3 separate regions of the Sus scrofa genome follow, and all the other regions are linked to region 1. Evidence: chromatin contacts called from public HiChIP or PLAC-seq and promoter capture Hi-C data. All regions are on one chromosome and are shown on one strand. Each heading gives the region's core, a stretch centred on a gene start, on an enhancer-like site or on the middle of the called end of the contact. The rest is flanking DNA. Distances are from core to core; before and after follow the strand shown.

Evidence for each region. Promoter capture Hi-C pulls out the DNA fragments that hold promoters and counts their contacts. HiChIP or PLAC-seq counts read pairs in DNA pulled down with a chosen protein or histone mark.
Region 2: an H3K27ac HiChIP or PLAC-seq map of alveolar macrophages shows a contact between it and region 1. The contact joins the promoter of TBC1D1 here to the promoter of TLR6 in region 1. A contact is called at or near these places in 1 of 5 promoter capture datasets (liver) and 1 of 2 datasets of contacts at active chromatin or transcription factors (alveolar macrophages).
Region 3: a contact with region 1 is called in a promoter capture Hi-C map of liver, with 4 times the contacts expected there. The contact joins the promoter of PGM2 here to the promoter of TLR6 in region 1. A contact is called at or near these places in 1 of 5 promoter capture datasets (liver), 1 of 47 Hi-C or Micro-C datasets (embryonic fibroblasts) and 1 of 2 datasets of contacts at active chromatin or transcription factors (alveolar macrophages).

Annotation. Positions count from the first base shown.
Region 1 is chr8:30,178,684-30,182,184 of Sscrofa11.1, forward strand. It overlaps TLR6 (toll like receptor 6), which reads right to left and starts at 1,967. Exons shown (of 2, transcript NM_213760.2): 1 at 1,910-1,967.
Region 2 is chr8:29,368,311-29,371,840 of Sscrofa11.1, forward strand. It overlaps TBC1D1 (TBC1 domain family member 1), which reads left to right and starts at 2,034. Exons shown (of 22, transcript XM_021101100.1): 1 at 2,034-2,623.
Region 3 is chr8:29,305,215-29,309,013 of Sscrofa11.1, forward strand. It overlaps PGM2 (phosphoglucomutase-2), which reads left to right and starts at 2,414. Exons shown (of 14, transcript XM_003128910.4): 1 at 2,414-2,619. The coding sequence starts at 2,503.

The DNA.
Region 1 (3,501 bases), core at 717-3,216:
AGTGTCACCACCCCACCAAAAAAAATAAATCATGTGTATGGTAGGACTCTAATTTTGTAAAATATGATTAAAACCTGACATACACACAATGCCTAGGGGGAAAAAAGAATAGGGGGAAATATATAAAATGCAACTAGTGGTTATCTCTGGATCTCTAAATCACTGACGAATGTAATTTCCTTCCTCATACTTTTGTATATTTCCAAAATCTGTAACTTCTTAACATCGTTTATAAGTTGAAAGGCTTGTCTTAAAATACAGCTAATGTAAAATATTTTATTTTATTATTTATTTATTTGTTTGTTTTTTTATGGCCACACCCACGGCATATGGAAGTTCCCAGGCTAGGGCTCAAACTGGACCTGCAGCTGCCACCCTACACCACGGCCACAGCAACGGCCAGATCTGAGCCACGTCTGTGACCTACACCACAGTTAATGGCAATGCCGGATCCTTAACCCACTGAGCGAGGCCAGGGATGGAACTTGTGTCCTTATGGATGCTAGTCGGGTTCGCTACTGCTGAGCCATGACAGGAACTCCTAAAAATACTTTATATTTAAAGAAATGCACTTATGTTATTTGTATAAAGAGAGAGAGAACGTCTTTCACGTGGTACTAGGTAATTGACATCCCTGAGAGCGAACCCACTCAGTGGTTTCTGGACGGTGTGTGTGTTCAGGGTACTGAAACTTAGCACTAGGTGGGAAAGTTGTTCAGCCTCCCTTCTATCACCCTGCCTCCAAAACATTAATATTCCTCCCCAGTCATTTATACCCTCAGGCGCTTCCTAGTGTTTACATTTAAGCCCGGAGCTTCTCTACTTAAGCAATGAAGTCCTACTTGCACAGCGCAGGGAACTCTTACCCAGCGTCTTGCAACAGAACATGATTGAAGATGATAGGAGAAAAAAAATCTATACATATATGTATGACTGGGTCACTCTGCTGTACAGCAGAAATGGACACAACATTGTAAATCAACTATGCTTTAATGTCTTTGTAAAGGAGAGAAAGAAGGGAAATGAGAGCGGAAGATTAGAGAGTTCACTTTTTTTAAAAAAAAGGAAGTGAAAAAAGATAAAAGGTAAAAGGTGTTTTGTTTTTCCTTTAATGCATCAAATGAAAGGGCGGTGAGGGGGGAGACAGAGGAGGCTCTATATCAAGGGGGGAAAAAGGATGATGGATAGAATCTATGAAAATTGAAACCCTGAAAAAGGAAAAACCGAAAAAACACCGTGCAATTCCTGAGCAAATCAACAAATATGCTAGAGAAATACTGCTTTATTTGTTAGAGTTTAGGTGAGAAAGTTGAGTAAGGCAAGTCCTGGGCCAGTTCTGCCACTTCCTCCGTTAATAAATGTTTATTCAGGGTGTAGTATGTGACAGCACTGAAGTGGACCTTAGCTAGGGACCTAAATATCAATAGCATCGGCATAATTCCTGCTTTCAAAAGCTTGTAAATTAGTGACAGACACAAATAAACAATTATAGAACCATGTGACAGGGAGGATCAAACACTCGTATCTACTATAAAAATACATAACATTTGATAGGTGCCATATTAGCGCCACAAACTAAACGTTACTAAAAACAAGGAACTAGGAAAAAGTGAAAAGAGAAAATGTAAGAGACAAAAACAGAGGAAAGAAAAAGCATTTTAGTTATTTTCCTTAACTATGACAAGAGCTCGTTATTTTGATATCTTTCAATATAGCCGTATCTTTATCGTTCTTGTATTATTTAAAGGACATTTGCAACATTCAAAAGCAAAACTAAAAAACCTGAAAGTCATTTTGCAAAAACTTCAAAGAAACGTTACCTATTTCCTGCACAATCGTTAGCATTTTCTTGATTATTTGAAGTAATGATTCCAGAATTTGAAAAAGCCACAAAAACCTTTTCACTTACCAAGATTTCTTTCTCAGAAGAGGAAATAACTTTTCCTCGGAGGAGAAGAAAATGCAAGTCCTTACTTTAAGTAAAGCAATACCATAGAAACTGTTTTGTGCCATCTGTCGGACATTACTAGAATTACTCCTGCCTACAAATTGCCCCTTCGAAGGTCACGTGTGAAGCAGGTTTTACTGGGCTACAGACTAAAACAGTAATCAAATTTTTAAATTCATATGAACATGCAGCTTATGACAAAGTGTGAAGAAAAATGTTTTTCTAAGATAATATACATCTGTAAGAGTTTTGCAGGCTGACTTAAATTATCACCATAATGGAAAGTTATTCAATTTTGCCTTGTTTCTATTATCACCATATTTAATATTTCCAAAATAATTGAAAATACTATTATCAAGAAATTTTGGAGCATTATTTTAGATACTTCACAATAAAATACTCTTACGTTCGAGAACTGGGTTTTTTATTGTTGTTGATTTTATAATCAACTTTCAGGGATAGTTCAGGAAATTGCATCCTATTTCTCCAAGTTCTGACCAACATTTTGGCATTTTTAGATGTTTTCATTCTCAATTCTAGAATAATAAATAACCCTGAGATCCTACGAGCCTAATTAAAAATCAATTTTTTGGGGGGGTGTGTCTTTTTGCCTTTTCTAGGGCCGCTCTCGCGGCATATGGAGAGTCCCAGGCTAGGGGTCGAATCGGAGCTGTAACCACCGGCCAGAGCCAGAGCCACAGCAAGGCGGGATCCGAGTCATGTCTGCGACCTACACCACAGCTCATGGCAACACCGGATCGTTAACCCACTGAGCAAAGCCAGGGATCGAACCCACAACCTCATGGTTTCTTGTCGGATTCGCTTCAGCTGCACCACGAGGGGAGCTCCTAAAAATCAATTTTTAAAGGTCATTTGGAATAATTTTAGAACAATATCAAGTTTAATGACACAAAAAGAGAATGTCTGGTTAACCAGACACATCCGGCCAGGATACCCTATTTCCAAGACTTTTCTTTAATTGAGGTTCTGTAAAGAACTGAACATCTGAAATAATCATTCGACAGTTAATTCCACTGTCTGGCATTATCTCATCATTAAAAAAATCAAAGTAAAACTCCGCAGTCCGACTCACAACACAGGGGTAAGAATCACTTCTGCTTTCAGAAGGAAGAGAAAGGCCAGCTTCTTACTATTCATTCTTACTCATCAAACCTAACGGGAAGCCTTCTAAGATCCGGGGTCAGGGGCGGTCAGCAAGGAGTGGATGGTCTCTGCTGAATGAGCAGAAGGGTCAGCTAGAGAGGGCTGGTGTCTGGGACGCTGGGAAACCAGCTTTGTGAACCAGGCAGAGCAGAAAGGAATCAGCTACGGCTTTGGGGAATTTCAGGCAACACTGGACCAAAGTCTTTAAGAAACATGCACACAAGAGTTCCTGCTGTGGTGCTGTGGGTTAAGAATCTGACTGCAGTGGCTTGGATCACTGCGGAGGTACAGGTTTGATCCATGGCCCCCGGGAAGCAGATTAAAGGATCCAGTCTGCGAATGTTGCTGGGTATGTCGTAGCTGTGGCTCAGAGTCAATCCCTCTGAATT
Region 2 (3,530 bases), core at 784-3,283, 810 kb before region 1:
TAGTCCTAGGGTGCTAACTGACCCTGGAAACTGGACAAGTGATGCAGAAATCGCTACTTCTCACAAGGTCATGACCCTTCCCTAACTCAGGTTACAGGGTCAGGGAAATGGTCATTTGTCATTAAATGGTAAATCTCTGAGCTACAACCTGTTAGATTTCAGCAGTGGGGTGGGAGGAGGGAATACTAATAGAGACATGGGGCCTGGGTTTGCCTCCCCGCCCCCCCTTTCCTACCTTTTGACCTGATTCACACCCCATCTGGCTGCCTATGGGTACCTAAGCTTTCCTGTATTCTGGGGCTGGGGCTGTGGGTGCAGTGGGGGTGGGAGGGGTTAATAAGGAAAAGCAAAGGGGGTGGAGGGCAGGATAGATGGGAGTTCTGGCCAGGATGTTCTGTGTGCAACATCCAGCCTTGACCTGACCGGGGTTATTCGACCAACCATCATCTAGCCGGTCATGTATGAAAGGCAGTTTGGGGATGTCCGGCCCTATCTTGACCTCCCAGTGCTGCAAAGGCAAGTGTGTTCAGCGTGCTGCTGCAGAGATGGAAAGAGAACCATGCGAGTGAGCTGGGGACGGAGATGTGAAATAATTACGGTGTGATCCAAGAGGTAACAACATGGTTTCACTGGCTGACCTGGTCTTATAACCCAATGAAGAACGCTTTCCATAACCCAATAAACATGTTAAACATTAGCGTATTTGTCTGTATATGCTCCCCACCTCTTTTTTTAAGAAGATTGAGGCTAAGTACTCAAACATCTGTGTTCTAACAAAAAACGAGCCACACTCTGGCCAGAGAAAAAGTGTGTTAAAAGGGGCTTTGGATCTAGGTCCCAGAACCTACTGGTTCCATGGCCTCCAAGAGGCATAACCTCTTAGTTTCCTCACTAGTCAAGTGGATTCAGTCATTTCTGCCCTGCAGAGTTTTTGTGAGGATTAGAGACAATATGTGCAAAATACCTGCCACAATGCCCGCATTAGACTAGCCCCTCAACGTGTAATAGCTGCTAATGGTATATGAGGTTTAAATCATAAAACATGTGCGTTCCGCTTAAATATAACTCCCCTGGATAAGAGCATTCAGAGAAACAGGATAAGGGACCTGTCCACCTCCTCCTTCTTCCTGTGCGCCCCTCTCTACTCACCCTTCTCTGGAGTTGGTGCTAAGGCCCTCACTTTCCTCAGGCCCCTCTCTCTACCCCCGCGAGTGAAACTGCTCAGACTTTACCCGGCCATGGATTTGGGGTATGGGGGGGTTCCCACACATTGCCTTCTAATCCTAGGAGCATGCCTTTCTCAGACGCCTGCCATCTCTCTGGAGTCTCTCCTTACACTCCGTAAGGCCGCCGGAAACTTCCCCAAACTTGACTCAAGGGCAGGCATACCGAGGGTGTGTGTGTGTTTGCGTGAGTGTGTGTGTGTCTAGGGAGGGGAGAGAGAAGAGCGAGGGAGGGAGGGAGAGAGAGATCGCAGGGAGGGAAGGAGAGAGAGATCGCAGGGAGAGAAAAGCGGCCAATCTAGCCCCTGCGTCACTCCCGCAGTTGTTTGGAAATGGGGTTTACTGGTGTTTAACAGGGGAGGACACAAGCCTTCGCCGTCTCCCTGAGTCCCTGATTTTCCAGCCTTGCCTGCCAGCGCCCCATAGGATGCCCGTGCCCCCAATTCACTCCCTGCCATTATCAACCCTAGGACAGGAAGAAGGGGTGACAGGGGGGAGAGCCAGGTGGCTTGGTCTCTTTGCTGTGTTCTGTGCAGTTTTCACTCGGTCGGTTTCAGAAAGAGAGGCGAGCGTAAGATGAATCCAGGCTACGGCGGGGGAGCGAAGAGCGGGCTGGCAGTGCCACCTGCTGAGAGCCCCACAGGCCGAGAGAGCGGCGGGCACCGCCACCTGCTATAAATAGGCCGCCGAGGACAGGGTGTGCGACCGTACATCCCGCCGCGAGGGCCTTAATCACGCGCGGGGCCCCGCGTCCTTGGAGACCCAGGCGTTGGGCAGGCCAAGGCCCTGCGCTGGGGCTGGGTAAGGCGGTACCCCGGATACCCTCCCCTCGGCCAGGGCTGGAGGCCTGGGGTCGGGGCAGGTCGAGGATGGACGGCTGGGGAGCGGAGAGACGGGGAGGGGAGGGAGGGCGCGGAGGACCCGCACTGCAGCAGCTGTTGCCCGCGTGAGACTCGCCTGTCCCGGCCATGCTGCTCAGGCAGAGTCACAAGACGCAGTGGGGAGGGAGGGGGCATCGCGTCCCCTTCTTAGGTCCCCGGGGACCGAGTTGGGAGATCCCGGGCTCTGCCCTCCCCTCGCCTCCCCCGCCTCCCCGCGCTCGCCCAGCCGGGAGGAGGAAACGCGAGCCGCGCGCAGACACCTCCTCCTCCGCCGCCGCCGCCGCCGCCGCTGCCGCCGGCGTCCCCGCGCCTCTGTGCCTGTTGCTGCAGCCGCCGCGGGACCAGCAGTGTCCTCAGAGGACAGGAAAAGAAGCGGGAGCCCTCCCTGCCCCCCGCGGCGGGAAGAGCGCCGCCCGCCGAGCACGATGCGCGCCCCGCCCGCTCAGGCCGTCCCCGGGCGGACCCCGAGCACCTGCGCGCCCCGGCCCAGCCCCGGGCTCTAAGCGCGCCACCTCCCAGGTAAGCGTTTTCTGGGGCCTCGCCCACGCCACCCCGTCGCCTCTTCCCCGGGCATCCCCGCCACCCCTCACCCCCAGCAGGCCCCTGCGCTCTGGGGCCCGCGGGAAAGCGGGAAGCCGACAGACCGGGGGCGTTTCTGCTGTCGTTGCCGCGCGGGGGGCTCTCGGGGAAGGAAGTTCATTACCACCTCGTTGTCCCCTACTTGGACGAAAGCGAAACCTACAAGTTCCGAAGGACCTAGGGGCTCCGAGCTGCACCCTCCTCCTGCCCCGCCCTCCACTCCTGCTCGCTGTCCTCGCATCTCCCCCATCCCCCTGCGTCAAATATCCGTAGGGCTAGAGTGTTTGTAAGGCCACCAGACGAAGGGGAGGGCTGTCAGAGTGACCCCAGGCCGCCCTTTGAAAGTTCAGGGTACTTAGCAGTAGCAACTTTGGCAGCTCCACCCGTGCGCACATTTCTTTCTATGGGCACATCCTGTACCAGTCATTTTGAAACCCTGCTTAATTGTTTCTAGCAGCTTCCTGATCAGCCTGTGATTATGAGACCCCCTCAAACTTCGCCGCTCGTCGTTGTTGTTAGGTGTGGGGGTGTGTGTGTTTTTAAAAGAGATGTCATTTTCTTTGAAATCCACCTAGAGGCGGCTTTACGTGCGGTGATTTCATTTACGATAGATTATTCTGTGGAAGTTACTTAAAAAGGAAATTGAAAGTGATGATCATTCCTCCCACCAAACAGTTTAATTTTCAGAGTGCCCTACTTTAATGAATGGGTATTCACTTCGCAGATCTCTCATTCCTCCTCTTAGAGCATTGGATGATTTCATTTATCGATGTTATCAGACTTTGAAAGAGCATTTTACTAGGACCTGGTTTAAATGAGTCACACCCAGGAAACTCAGCTCTCTCTC
Region 3 (3,799 bases), core at 1,164-3,663, 870 kb before region 1:
TTTCTTTGCCTTTCTCTTCCTCTAAACTGAGTAGCAGGTGGTTAGAGATTAATGTCCATCTGGGCATAGGTACACTCCCTATAGTAAACACCTGTGGCATATAGTAAACAAGGCCTGTGGGGATGTTACTCCCTGGAGCCCTTAAGCCACAAATAGCCATATCAAAGAATGCATCAAAGCCCATGCTCCTACACGGACTACCTGAGTTATTATTCTGCCTCATTAAGACATTAAAAAAAAAAAAAGTGAGATATAACCTACATACAGTAATATTTACTCTTTAGCATGTACAGTTCTATAAGTTTTGATGAACATGTAGAATTGTTTTATCACAACCACAGCCAAGATACAGAACAATTCCATCAACCCCAAATTCCCTTGTGATCCTTGTAGTCAGCCCCTTTCCCCACCTCCAGTTCTTATAAACCACTGATATGTTTTCTGTCTCTATATTTTTACCTTTTCTAGAATTTCATACACATGGAATGATCCAAGATTTGGGGGTAGGGGCCCAACAGGAAGAAAGGACTGGCTTCTTTCAGTCGGTGTAATGTTTGTGAAACTCATCCATGATGTGTATAATAGTTCATTTTCACTGCTGTATGAATATACATAATTTATATTGATACATGAATATGCTATGATGTAGTTATCCATGATATTGTTTTTTCTTCTTTTCTTTTCTTCTTTTTATGGTCACACCTGTGGCATATGGAAGTTCCAGGGCCAGAGGTGGAATCAGAGCTGCAGCTTCCAGCCTCTGCCAAGGTCACAGTAATGCCAGATCCAAGCTGCATCTGTGACCTATGCCACAGCTTGTGGCAACACCAGATCCTTAACTCACTGAGCAAGGACAGGGATTGAACCCCACATCCTTATGGATAGTAGTCAGTTTCTTAACCTGCTGAGCCACAATGGGAATGCCTATCTATTATAGCGTTGATGGACATTTGTCCAACTGGGTTGTTTCCAGTTTGGGGCTATTATAAAAAATGCTGCCGAAGACATTCTTGCACATACCTTTACATGTTCACTGCATGCATCTCCTTTATGGCTTCAGCGAACCCAAGGTCATGAAGACGTACTCTTTACTAGTTTTCAGAAGTTTGTTTTACCTTTCACTCTTAGATAAATAGATCATGGAACAGCATGGAGAGTCCAGAAACAAATCTACATCATGTATAAATGGAATACTACTCAGCCGTAAAAAATGAAAAATTGCTATTTGCAGCAACATGGATGGACTTGGAGGGCATTATGTTAAGTGAAATAAGTCAGAGAAGGACACATACTGTACAATATAACCTATATGTGGGATCTAAAAAATACAATAAACTGGTGAATATAACAAAAACTAAGCAGACTCACACATATAGAGAACAAACTAGTAGTTACCAGTGGGGAGTGGGGGGAGGAGCAGTAGAGAGGTTGGGAGTAAGAGGTACAAACTACTGCATGTAAGATAGGTTACATGGATGCATTGTACATCATGGAGGATACAGTCAATATTTTAAAACAACTATAAATGGGTTTCAACCTTTAACAGTTGTGAATCACTATATTGTACACCTATACGTTTAATATTGCACAGCAAATATACTTTCATTTAGAAAAAAAGACGAAGAAAACACTACATGAAGATGCAAACTATTCCATTTAGAATGGATAAGCAATGAGGGTCTACTCTATAGCACAGGGGACTATATCTAATCTTTTGAGAGAGACCATGATGGAAGACAATTTAAGAAAGGGAATGTATATATGTATGACTGGGTCACTTTGTTGTACAGCGGAAATTGGCACGACATTGTAAATTGACTACAATTCTAAACAATTTAAAAAAGGTTGGGCAGAATTTAAAACAACAACAAGCAGAAAACAAACAAAAAACACTGAGGAGTTCTCTTGGAGCATAGTGGGTTCAGGATCTGGCCTTGTCACTGCAGTGGCTTGGGTCCCTGCTGTGGCAGGGGGTTCAATCCTTGGCCCAGGAACGTGTGCAGGAGCAGCCAAAAACCAAACCAACCAACCAAACAAACCCACTACACCTATAGGGACAGTTCATTTATTTCAGAGATAGCACTGCAGAACAAAGGAAAAAGACTTTATTTTCAATCAGTGGTGCTAGGTCAACTGGATAGCCAGTGTGTGTGTTGGGGAGCCGGGGGAGCCTAGACCCTTCCCCAAATCACTTGACAAATAAATGTGCATTCCAGGTCAACTGTAGATCTGTGAATGAGGGTGACCCTGGAGCTTTCAGAGAGGCCGGTAAAAACAGCAGAGTCCCTTCCAACCGCACCCCCTAAAGGTCTGCCGGGCTGAGAGCAGGTGCCGGGGTGGGAGGTGCTGCGCGTTCCCGGAGGCGTGCTCCCGGGCCTGCGCGTCATTTTCCGGCCGACGCCACTGGCTCCGGAGCCGATCCTCCGGCCCCGCCCCGCCTCTCCCCGCCCTGCCGGAAGGACCGTCTCGCCGCCTCCTGAACTTGGTGGTGGTAGCGCGGGGATGGAAGCGACGGCAGATACAGCGGCGATGGCGGTAACCGCGACTCCGGGAAGCGGCGGCCCCAGCGTGGACGCCCGGCTGGACCAGGAGACGACCCGGTGGCTGCGATGGGACAAGGTGAGGGGCGCCAGGTGGGCTGGGAGCGCCCGGAGGAGGTGCGGGGCCCTCCTCCCGCTCTCCTGGCTCGGAGCCGCCTTTCCTGCCGCGAGTGCGGGTCGGTGTCGCCGCTTCTTTCATTCCCTCCCCTCCCACCCCGGCGGGGCCGCTCCGGTGCCACCGGAAGACCGAGCAGGCGGACGCCGTGGCAGATTGGAAGTTTGACCGGGAGAAGTTGTCCCGGGACAAAACCAGACGTCTGGCGGGCCGGGATCACACGTTCATGAGGCTGGGAGCGAGCCGGGTTGGTCAGCACGCGGCCGGGCTCTGGGGGTGTTGTCTAATTGAGACAAGCACCTGTTCCTGCCCCTCGGACCGGGCTTGTTCTCTGCACTCGGCGGTGCATCCCCCACCGACCCAGCATTGTTCCTCTTCCTGCGGCTCCTGGGAACTTGACAGCAGCACTTGCCAGGTGCTGGGTTGCAGACATGGGCTCCCGCTCGGGCCCGCCTGGCTTTTTGCTGAGAAGAGGGGTAGCCCTGAGACACAGCAGCCCTTGCCATTCTTCACCCTCTGAGGTGCTAGAGAAGAGGGCGTCATGGACCCAGCTCTGACTGGCCACCACTCCCTCTCTCCTTTGTCTCTCGATTCCTGCTTGTTCCTCACGCAGGCTGTTTGTATTCCAGGAAAGTTCGCCTCTGCTCTCTTCCACTGAACTCTTGGCCTTACTCATATTTCCGGGCGGAGTCGTGTAGAGAGGCCTTCCCTGGCTCTCAGTGATAAATTATTTCTCTTGAATACTCTCCCCCAGTGGACTCTTTTTTTCCCCTCATAGCACGTCCTGCGCTTGGCCCAAAACAAAACCACTTGCATGTGGCTTTGTTTCATGTCTGTCTCCAGGGCTGACCTCAAAGCATGAGATCCCTGCATAGGACTGGTTCTCCTCCCAGGGCTCAGCACTTAGGTTAATACTCTGCTCCCCTGCTTTGAAATCTTTAAAAGATTTTGAATAAAGGGTCTCTCTCTCTCTTTTTTTGTTTTTTGCACTAGACCTCAACAAATTGCATAGCTGGCGGTGCTCACTCCGTCACTAGCCTCCATGGTCCACCGGCCTGCACAGTGCAGTACCCACAGGAGAGACATGAAGTGTTTGAGTCATGAGGGAGGGTGCAAGCCCGGTGTGCAGGGGCCAGGCCTTCCG